Regions from separate parts of the Gossypium hirsutum genome. Here region 2 is linked to region 1. The links are chromatin contacts, called in public Hi-C maps. All regions are on one chromosome and are shown on one strand. The core of a region is the stretch at or near the end of the contact, and the rest is flanking DNA. Distances in the headings are between cores, read along the strand shown. Region 1 holds the start of LOC121219439. Region 2 has its middle 16 kb from the start of LOC107887863.

Evidence for each region. A called contact is a pair of places that touch in the nucleus more often than the background predicts.
Region 2: a Hi-C map of leaf shows a contact between it and region 1, with 1.8 times the contacts expected there. The contact joins the enhancer-like site here to the promoter of LOC121219439 in region 1. A contact is called at or near these places in 5 of 34 Hi-C or Micro-C datasets (callus, leaf and petal).

Annotation. Positions count from the first base shown.
Region 1 is chrA03:48,323,766-48,329,790 of Gossypium_hirsutum_v2.1, reverse strand. LOC121219439 reads right to left here and starts at 1,560. Exons shown (of 2, transcript XR_005916205.1): 1 at 810-1,560.
Region 2 is chrA03:48,369,704-48,376,005 of Gossypium_hirsutum_v2.1, reverse strand. No RefSeq gene overlaps it. Among protein-coding and RNA genes, the nearest start is that of LOC107887863, 16 kb to the left of the region's middle. Within about 2 kb of position 2,420, at least 1 of the 9 cell types and tissues checked has an H3K27ac peak or open chromatin away from gene starts, as enhancers often do. A contact at or near this core is called in leaf, where this site is marked.

The DNA of each region.
Region 1 (6,025 bases), core at 311-2,810:
GAAATCAGGGCTTTAATGCATAACCAAAAAGACACAATTTACCAAGCATTGATATTCTAATAGAGATGAACTGTTAATCAAGAACAAAACTGATAAAGGCACAAAGAAAACACAATGGCCAAATAAATAAAAAAACAAAAATTGAAACTGAAAGAGGAAGGAAATGAGAGCAACGTGAGAGAGAAGAAGAGAAAAAAGTAGACTAACGTGAGCAAAACATTTGGGGGTTTCCCTTTTTTTAAATCTAACAAAATAAATCAAAATATTCAAATAAAAATTATTATTTAATTAATCATTAACAACCAAACAAATTTATTTATTATTACTATTAAAATAAATTTCAAAACAAAAAATTAAACAATATCAAATTTGTCAAAACCCCTCAAATTTTAATTTTTAAAGAATTAAAAACAAAAATACTTTGAAAAAATTCTCACATTACATACATGTGACTTAAACCCAAGACCAAAGATAAGCTACCAAAGAGTTAGCCACTAAACCAACAAACTCATTTTGCTCCTAAAGCATGAAAATTAACTTAACAGTCCTACTGAACCACTAATCCAACCAACTAGCCTGAATAATTCTAACCTCAATTTTGGGGCGTTATAATTAAAGCCTACGCCTTGGAGTTGGATCAAATGAAATCCATTACAGAATCTAATATTAAACCAAGGGAGGATTTTTGCAGACCCCCAGAACAAGGCAAGATTAATTTTGATGTAGCATTCTATCAACAGGAAATGAAAGCGACAACATGAATCATTACAAGAGATCAGGATGGCTTTGTTGTGGGATCTAGTACTTACCCACTAGGAAGAACTGGGGATCCGATTACAGCAGAAGCGAAGGCTTGTCTTGAAGTTATTATTTTCGGGGAAGAAATGGGCTTTCTAGATCTGGTTGTGGAAGGTGATGCCCTAACCATTATTAAAAAAATCAAGTATGATTTAAAAGATAAATCGGTTATAGGCAACTTAATTGATGAAATAAAGAGGAAAAGATCCAGCTTTGTTCTCTTATCTTTTGAATATACCCCTCAAAATACATATGAAGCAACACATGCCTTAGTAGGACGAGGACACAATCTATCTGACCTAATCTACTGGATGGAAGAGGTATCATCGGAAGTAGAGCCTATCATTGTCAACGATCATAGAAGGGTTTTGGAATGTTAAAGGAGTTGTGTTACCATTCTGAGTTTGGTGATGGTGTTTTTAAAGAAAAATGGTACATATTTTCTCCGAAGAACTCAGGCTTTGGAGAGGTCTGGTATGGTTTTCGAAGAACAATACAGTGATGGAAGAAACCAGATGGCTCCGGTGATAGTTGCAGATGTAAAAAAGAGGAAATGTGTTTAGGAACCCAAAAGGGTTAGAGGTTTTTGTTATTAGGTTTTATTTCTCCTTAGGTATTAAGTTTTTTTCATTTCTTTCTTTAATGATTTAGGAAAGCCCAAGGTACCACCTCGGTTGCTAGTAATATTGCGACAGCTATTGGGCCAACTGTTGTTTAGCCATTTAATTTGTGGATTTCGAGTTACCTCTTTAAAGCATATTCGTTTTCTGTTTCAATAAATAAATAAATAAAATTTTAAGAGAAAACAATATTTTTAATTTTTCCTTAAATTGTTGAATGATTTTGGTTTTAGATTTAGATATATGATTTTTGACATGTTGTATATAAAATATTTGTGTTGGACTATACAAGATTGAGTTTAGGTTGGATCAAGTTTTTGACTTTCTCATATTGTAATGATTCGGTTTGATTTTCTATTTTTCCATATTAATTTTGAGTTTTTGAACTTTAACAAAGTACGCTTTGTTTTATGACTTTAGAAATATTATTTGATTAAATTTCAAAATCTTTTTCATAAATATTTATATAAAAAAATTGAAAGTAAATAAAAATAATATTGTAATTTTTTAAAAATATTTAAATCTAAAAGATTTGCTTCTACATCATATAAAATAGAAATAGAAATAGAAATTGTCTTAACTTCATTTGTCAACACCAGAATTTTATTTTATTTTTTCAAAGATAAGCATCATCTTTTTGAATACTCTAAGATAGTACAAGAAGTATTAACTATATAAAGCACAACAAAAATCAAAGAGAAGAAACATTAATGCAAGGATGTTTTCTCTTGATATTCTTTTGTATGGTAAACTGCTTTCATGCATTTTAAATGGATTCATAAAGCTAAAAACTCATTTTAGACCTTCAGATTACACTAACAACATATATATTTTTTTAGATTATTTTAAAAATGATTTATCAAAATATAAACCCAAACCAATTAAGTTTAAGATTTTGTTATATCAAAATAACAATCTAATTAGAAAAGGTTAGATATTTTGTGACAAAATAAAGTATTAAAATGGGTTTTGGGATCTTGAGGAAAGGGTGGGTATGAAATGCGCCAATGAGTAGTCCAGATCTGGATCGTTGGCCGTCATTGCCTGGCTAGATTCGGAGATTTGATGCCTTCAATAAATATAAAACTAGTTACTTAGTGCAGATATTACATTTTATTTGAGACTTTAATATTCTCTCACAACTTTTTATTCATAAAAAGAGTTTAAAACAAAACATAGGCAGTGATACCTTTTCTTGTACCAGTGTCTGTCCTATTATCTTATTGCACTGTCTGCGACATGGTATTTGTCATTTTATAGCCCTATCTATTGCCTCTTAAAATATTATCTATTGGATCTTAAAAAATATTAACAATTTCAGTTTGAAATCATGAATGCAGCACGCAAATGTTTTTATATTTTTTATTTGGTATAATCTCAAACTTAGCCCTTAGTACTTACATTTTTTTGTCAATTTGGTCCTTTTTTCTTTAGCAAAATTTGGCCCTTAACCTTTTTAAAAAAAAATCAAATTTGACCATCAAATTTTTGAAAAACAGTTGAAATAATTTTTTAATGATTAATATTAATTAAAATGTTAATTTTTTAAACATGACAATGTACTCCATGTTGCTTCTTTTTTTGATTTTTTATAAAATTTTTATATATTTTTTATTTTGATTTTAATAATTTTTTAATTATTTGTTGACTTGACATATAAGACAAATGGTGTTATGTTAGCATGACATGCACATGGACTACCATGCGAGCTGTCAAGCCAGCGGTGTTCAAAATGAATGTTTTAGTCATCATTTCTATTAAAAAAGTTGTTTGACTCTTTTTTAAAAGGTTAAGGGCCAAATCTAGCTCAAAAAATGAATAAGGACCAAAGTGATAAAAAAAATAGAAACATTGAGGGCTAAATTTATTATCATGACTTTTTTATTTGTATAAATTAAGAGGAATTCTTATTATTTTTCATTATAAAAATATGTACTTATCGTCTATTTCATTGTTTAAATGAAATAATGTCACATTTGATACATGTACTTTCATAAAATGTCTAATGTGGTATTATATTTTAAAATGTCCATATAGTACTTAAAATATTAATCTATGGGTATTATTATTTATGGTACTTGAAATAACTTGGTTAATAAATACTAAATCAGGTAATGAAAGTTCAAGAAGTATTTTTCTTCAAATTATCAATTTCACGTGGATAATATAATATTATGCAAAAAACCTAAAAAAAATTAAATGAAATTACAAAAACAAATAACTAAACCTAATCGCATACGTTTAATAAAAAAACAAATATTAAACTTATAGAAGTCACAATGTATTTCGCTACTAAAGTAAATCTACATGCAACCGTCGAATGAAGTTTTTCAACTGCTACATAATGATTGCTCTCGAATAGCTTAACCTCGCCTAGCCTAGTTATGGGCTTTATCCTTCTTCTTGTACCAAAAAAAAAAGTCTCTTTTTCTAAGAGCTTCCCATTTGAAATCAAATACCCTCCAAATTAGAGGTGGAAAACAGATAGGCTTGGATCAGGCTTTCTTTAGATTTAAATTTTCTCAAGCTTGGATTAGCTCGGACTTAGATTTTCCCGAGATTAGCTCTTTTCGACTTGAAATTTTTCATATTTGGGCTCGGATCAAGCTGCACGAGTTCTGATGAGTTCAAATAATTTTGAAATTTCTTATTTATAATTTTTTTTTATTTTCCAATGTAATAATTCATTTTACTTTAATATGATAACAACACAATCCAGATTTATCTCATAAAAATAATAAATTATATAGATTTACTAGAATTCTTTTATATATAATAATTAAATTGCTAATCATATGTAAATTTTATTATATGATATGTATACGAATTGAAAAAAATATATTTTATTGTTTATTATTATATAATATTGAAAATTGAATAAATTTTATCTTTCTTATTAAATTTATAAACTTAATACTCATATTCTAAAATACTTATTTCAAACTCCAAATATATTATACTAAGCCTAAACCCAAATAATATACCCATTATTACTCAAAGTCAAAATAAATAAATTAAAGCCCAAATCTCAAGTCCCAAATAAAAAGGAATTAAACCCAATATCCATATACAATTTTTTAAAGTTAATACCCAATTCAAAATATACTTTAATAAAGATATTAATTTTTTTAATAATATTTTATTTATTACTAGTTATAGACATGTATTGTAATATATTAAATTACACATGCCTATTGAGACTATATCTTTTATTATAATCTATAATATAATAATAATTATATATATTAATATTTTTAAAATATGTTATTACATCATATAGATCATGCATGTTAAATTTAATGTAAATTAAAAATTTCTAACTATTTGTTTTATGTAAAAAATTTAGTCGCTTAATAAATATTAATATATATAATATGATTGAGATATTGAATCAGTTTAAAATTTTACATGAATGACAAGTACAATTATATTGATAAATTTAATAGATGGATTGTTAAAATATTATTTGTACAAAGAGATAGAAAATGATATAGTTTTACACTGGTATAAGTGGATCTCTCCCCATATACAATATTATTGTATTATGTAATAGTATACTATCTATTGTACATAAAAATTAAAACTAACTTAATCGACAAATCAAGCCAATTCAAACAAATTAATTGGTAAATTCAGTTTTGATTTTGGACCAATTAATAGTTATATATATGTATTAATAGTTTTAAAATATATTATATTATGTAATACTATATCATATACTATAATAGTAATACATAATAAATTAATTAATAATTATTATTTATTATTATATTGATTAAAATATGCTCTAAGTTCCTATTTTTTTTATACATTTGAAAGTTAACGTTCTACTATATTATATAATGCTAAATCATATAATATAATATATAATATATTAATAATTTATATATATACATTAAGATTGGATTAGGTAATCGATTGATTTCATGTCAATTTAGTTTTGAAATTCAAAATTGATTAAACTAAATTAACCAACTTTATACCTATTAAATATTATATATATGTTTAAACCCAAACCCAATACAAACTAAATCCAAACCCAAACCTAAGCCCAATTTAAACTTTATTTACAACTCAACCTAAATAAAAATAAACTCATTTTAAATTAAAAATTAATGTAAAGATAATAATACTAATAAAAAACATTAAAAATTAATCAATAAAAAATAAAACTAAAATATAAATTCCAAAATCATAAAAAATTTAAAAAATAAAACCTTAATTATCAAATTATTAAAATTAAATTTATTAGTAATATTATTAGTTTTACATAATAAATCATATTTAATTATTTATCATAACTATAACTATAGTTATTGTATTTTAAATTAATATATTATGTGATTATATATTTTATAATATCATTAAATTTAAATTTTATATTTTTTAATAATTATTAGTTTTATATATATGTTATATAATTATAGTATTAAAAGTATTGTATATTCAATTAATATTTTTTTTAAATTATTTCACTTTATAATTTAATATAAATTATTAATTACTTTTGCTATTAATGAAATTTTAATATAAATATGTAATGCTTATTGATAACTCTAGGATATAGAGTTATTTTATTAGTCTTTAAGCTTATATTTCAATCAAGT
Region 2 (6,302 bases), core at 1,171-3,670, 45 kb before region 1:
GACAATAACAAGCACCTTGAACTTGGCACCGTGGTTATCGAAGTACTTGTAAAAAAGAAATTGTCTTATGAGAATTAGCTTCCTCTCTTACATATTAATAAATAATAAAATTTGTAGTAACAAAGTAAAAAAAGAGCCCTATTAATTGGTTGAATTAGCAAAATATGCCGAAAAAAAGTTATTTGACTAAATAGGTCTTTTTTTTTAATTTAAAGAAATAGGCTGTTTTTGGAGAAACTATGTGAAAGTGCTTCTAATTGAGTGTGATTTCTACACAATTGACAATAAAGCACGCCCAGCTGGGCACACTTTCCCTTTAAGCCGCATTTTCTGATTTTTTTAATATAATCAGTTTCTTTGGTCAGATGGTTAAATGATAGTAGTTTTGTCCTTAAGTCTCAGGTTTGATTTTTCTTCAGCTCATATTTGTATTTTTTATTTCATGTTGTTTGAAATTTTTTATTTTTAATTAATATTTTTAACATATCAGCTCCTTGGTTAAATGGTAAAATAATAATGATTTCATCCTCAAGTTTTAAGTCCAATTCCTCTCCTAAACACATATCTAATTTTTACTCCAGTTTCAATTTTTTTATTTTTAATTAATGAATATATTGTTTTTAAATTTTTTATGTTTAATTAATAACTTTTTTATTTATAAAATCAAATAATTATTACAAATATCATTATTTTTAGTAAATATAATTTTTATTTTCAATCCATATCATGAGTGTAGTAAATTTTAGTATAATATATTTTTGTATGTGTATTTAAAATATTTTATATATAAACATAATGATATTTGAAATAATTAATTGAAATATTTCATATATAAAAATATTTGAAATATCATACCCACAATGCACATGAAAAAACAATGATATTTGAAATATTTTACATATAATAAAAATTATATTTGAAATAATTATTTCATTTTATAATATTAAAAATCACCATACCCACAATATACGTGGAGAAAAATAATATTTGACATATAATTATTATATATCAAAAAAATATATCAAAAAAATTAGTTGATGTTCATATTATATATAAAGGATTTATTAATTTCAAATATTTTTAACATAATGATATATGTAATATATATTTTTATTACATAATTACATATTTATTATTTGATTTTATGAATAAAAGAGTTATAATTAAAAATAAATAAAAAAATAAAAAAATTGAAAATAATATATATTTAATTAAAAATAAAAATGCTTGAAACACTATGAAATAAAAATTAAAAATGTGTTTAGAAGAAGAATTGAAACTGGAACTTAAGGATAAAATCATTTTTATTTAACCATTTAACCAAAGGAGTTGATATGTTAAAAAATTAATTAAAAATAATAAAAAACTTGAAACAAGAAATACGAATGTGAGTGGGAGAGGAATTGAATTCGAGACTCAAAGACAAAACTACTAATATTTAATCATTTTACGAAAGAAACTAATTATATTAAAAGAGTTAGAAAATGTGATTTAAAAGGGAATGCGTGTCCAGTTGCCAATTGTGCAGAAAGTACATCCAGTTAGACGTGCTTTCACACTCTCTCTTTAAAAATAACATATTTCTCTAACTTAAAAAAAGCGATCTATTTAAATAATTAACTTTTTAGCTAATTTAACCCTTTTAATTTATGTTATGTTATGTAATAATTTTGGATACTACATAAAGTATGAAAAATAAATAAGAAACGAGAGAATATAAAATGAAACATAAAGAAAACATGAATATAAAAAAATTTATATATAATTTATAAGAATATATTTACTTTAAATACAATTGTAATACAAAAATAAATAAAAATATGTTTAAAAAATAAAAAAAAAACTAAATAAAAATCCAACACATGATTTTTTTTTGTTTTGTTTTAAGTTACATTTATGGTGGAGGTGTTCATGGGTGAAGCAATCCACTTATCTTAGTCGATCTAATACTTTTTGCGTTGAGCTTAAATTTATATATTTTAACCTCGAGTTGGTTCTAATTGATTTATTTTATTATTTATAAATAAAAAAATTAAAAAAATAAGATTATTATTTATATATTTTATAATTAAATTTAATAAAAAAATTATTATTTTTAAACAAATAAAGTAAATTTTTTGACAAGCCAAGCTTAAACTTAAATTTTTATCAAATCAAATCAATCATAATTGAAATTATAAATAAAAACATACATTGGAATAAGAGGAATCAAACAAAATTCAAATATATCAATATTTACGAAAAAAAAAAGAAAAATAAACAGAAGTCGTACATAATTTACATAAAATAATACCTAAACTTAAAATTTTAAAATGTTGAACACTAATAAAAATAAAAATAACTTCAATAAATATAGTTTGGGAGTGGGGACTACTTTAGGTTATTCCGTTGCTCCACCTGTCGCTAGGCTCAACCATTTGTTCAGTAGGAGCTCGTTTGATGTTCAATACTTTTTGGCAGGATTTGATTAGATTGAAAAATTAAATTCAAATAATAAATTGTGATCCATATTAAAAGTAGATTGACCGTTGAGTAGAATAGTTTTTCTATTTTTTATTTGATTAGTAAAATTAGCGACGGTAAATTATTAATCAGTAATTTCTTATTTTGTTTTTTTAACTTAAAAAAAGTTATTATTTAGTTATTAAATTATTTCAAAGTTTTTATTTAAATTATTAGACTATTAAAATCGATATTATATAGTTTTCTCTATTTGCACTATCTACACCAATCAAAAGCTCTCTCTCTTTCTTCTCTCTTTTATAGTTATGTTTTCTTTTTATGAAACAACTTTGGACATCACAAATCTATGAACCAAAATTCAAACACATTTTTTCTTCAATCTTCGACATTGACCATTAAATCAACTTGGATCAAAAGTATGTTCTTCTATCAACTTGGATTAAAGGTATGTTCTTCTACTCATTGACTTGCACTTTATCACTATACCGATCATCAAATCGTCGCTTGGAGCTCGTTGGTGGAACTTTAAACAAACATAACCACCTAGTAAATTTGAAAATAAAAACTTTTGAATAGTTCAATGACCAAATTGTAATTTTTTAGTAAAGTGACCAAAATAAAAACTTATCCACAGATTAGTGATTAATAGTGTAGTTTACCCAATTAACAATTAGATTGGAGTGACTTACTTATAATTGTGTGTGATATATTTGGATAATTACTATAATTAATGGATCTTATTGAATTGAGTCTAATCATATTCCAATTCTTAAAGGAGAGTGAGAATTTAAGTAATTACGTGAATAAATAAAAACAATTACACTCAAATAAAATTACTCTTATCACTTTCTAAATATGCTTGCAAATAATTTAAATTTAAATTTTTATTTTTATACCATAATAATATTTGAATCATGGGACATTTTATTTAAAATTTTATTTTATTTTATTTTTCTCATTCAAATAATTTAAAAATTTTATTGATAGGAGATAATTTTTCATACATTTTGACTCACTAAATAATTAACGAAATTACATAGTACTTATTATGAGTTATTTATACTTGACTAAGGACCAATCGATGATGACAAGGAGCACACGTTTAATGTTATAGAGAGAATAACCTAATAAAAATGAAATGCGAGAGTAATTAGATAAAATTGCATAGGATATTTTTTTATTCTTGTTAATTTTTTTAGTGATCTTATTTGTGTTTGGTTTCTAGCATAATAACATGAGAAAAAAAAGCTTATTTATTACATCTATATTACAATAGTTTGATATAAAATGAAGAATAATTAGTACAAATTTAAACTTGAAATTAGAAAGATGAGTAAAACCTCTAGTAAAAAATAAATCCTCCTCAAAATAAGAAAATTTTTTTCTTTCTCTTTGCTAAAAATAAGTCATGAAAGTGACTAAATATTACTAATTGAATTAGTTTTATTGCTAACATATATATTAAAACATGCATAAAAAATAATATTCCAACCAAATGTAGCATTATTGTTGAATACTTTCATGGACTAACATATTACATACAATTATTTGATTTTAAGTTTTGATGATATAGAGAATTTTTTTCCTAACGTATTATTGATAATTTTTATAATAATTAATGTTATTTTTTTAGAATTTAAAATTTTGTAGTTGTGTAATTACAATTTATACTACCAAATATGACATAAAGAATTACGATGTAATTATATTTTGTAAGCCAGAAATATCTAAGGAATTAAAATTCCTTATAAGATAATAATTACACATTCATATAATTACTTTATGATGTTTAAATACACCCTTTAATAAAATTTTAAGAGAGAATTTAAAAAAAGTACCTACGATTAAGTTTTCTTTATTTTTTATGTCTATCGATTCATAGGGTTGGGGATTTTCCCAATAAGTATCCAGTTTTTAGGGTTTCAAATAAGGATTAAAATTGTGAGCGTGAAGAGTTCTCTCAAGGCATGGAGGATGATTTACCAAATCTGAACCTAGATGATCAGGAGGACAATCCTGTTGCAGGGTAAGAGGAAGATGACGAAGGGGAACATGAGTTTCAGTTTTGCCTGATAGGTAGGGTTTTAAAAGAGAGTTTAGTCCACTTTACCTCTTTAAGGAATGTGCTTTTAGAATTGTAGCATCCTATTGAAAGGGTAACCATATCGAACATTGAGGAAAATCGAATCTTGTTCTGTTTCTACAATGAGATTGACGTAAAGAGTATGTTGGATAGTATTCCATGGTTCTTTAATCAACATCTAATCATATTCCATAAATTAAATAGAGGGGAGGATCCATTACAAGTTCCCCTTCATTAAATGAATTTTTGGGTGTAAATTCATGATTTACCATTGGATCAATGTTGGAAGGTATGGTAGGACAAATGGGAAATTTTATAGGGGAATTATTAGATTATGATGCAAAATATTAACAAAAGGATTTCGAAAGATTATGCGCATTAGAGTTCGTTTGGATGTTCGAAGTGAGTCACATATGGAAAAGACAAGTCAAATTATGTAATATTTCAATATGAAATATTATCCCTATTTTGCTTCTTGTATGGGCGACTAGGACACGGTGAAAGTTTTTGCCCCATTTGGCTATTGTTAGGTTTTCAAGAAGTTTAGTTTGGATGAGATATCTCTCTAAGAGCGACACCAAGGAGGGAAGAGATGGCTATAAGTAGATAGCATCAGGAGGAGCCAAAAGGGTTGATAAAAAATGACATGGACATGGAGGAAGCTCGTAGAAGGAATTAGATGTGGTTCCGAGACATGGAGGCTAATAGTAGTTTGAGAGGGAAATGCGTGGTGAGGGAGTTAGATACCATAAAATCAATCAAGTAAGAGACGCAAAAATGAGTTTTTTGCATAATATGGTAACAGAGTCTAACGAGGTTCTCAAAGAAAGACCAATAGGGCTAATGGATGGGAAGAAAAAGCAACAGGTTCAACAACTAGAGGAAACTCACCATAAAAATCATTCAATTTCTACAATGGACAATGAATTATCAGCAACTGCTAGTAAGTAAGCCGGCTGGTCATAATGAAAATCTTAAGCCAGAATGTTCAAGACTTGGGGCAACCGCGAACAGTTAGACATCTCAATAACAGCTTGAGACAAATACAACCTCAGCTTTTGTTTCTAATAGAGATAAAAGTTAACTCGAGAAGAATGGAAGCAATAAGGAAAACGTGTGGTTTTACAAATGAAATTGATATTAATGTAGATGGGTTGAAAGGTAGACTTTCTCTTGGATGGAATGAAGGAATAACGATTAAGCTGAGAACTTATTGTAATTCCCATATACACATTAAAGTTATGAAGCATAATAGGGATAAGTTTTAGCATTTTACGAGTTTTTATGGGTCGCCAATAAAGCATCAAATGAGGGAATCGTGGAACTTGCTTAAACACTTAAAAGGAAGCAATCAATTACCGTGGCTTGTAATAGGGATTTTAATGATGTGTTATTTTTATTTGAAAAAAGAGGGGGAAGGTTAAGGGAGGAGAGGAAATGATGGCGTTTAGGGAGGTTTTGAAGGATTGTGAGCTGAATGATTTGGGCTTTACAGGTCACTGGTTTACTTGGGAGGGAGGTAGGCTACCAAGCAAAAATATTCGTGAAAGACTTGATAAAGGGGTAGCAAATTCATTATGGTGGGATAGGTTCCCAAATTATCCAATTCATCTCACCAAAGCCATAGTATTTTTTAACCACAATGAAAAATGTAGGGGACGATTAGTGAGTGGTGAAACCCTATTGCGATTTGATGCTGATTGGGTTTTGGAAAAAGATTTTGAAGACCAAATAATTCAAGGGTGGAATATGGGGG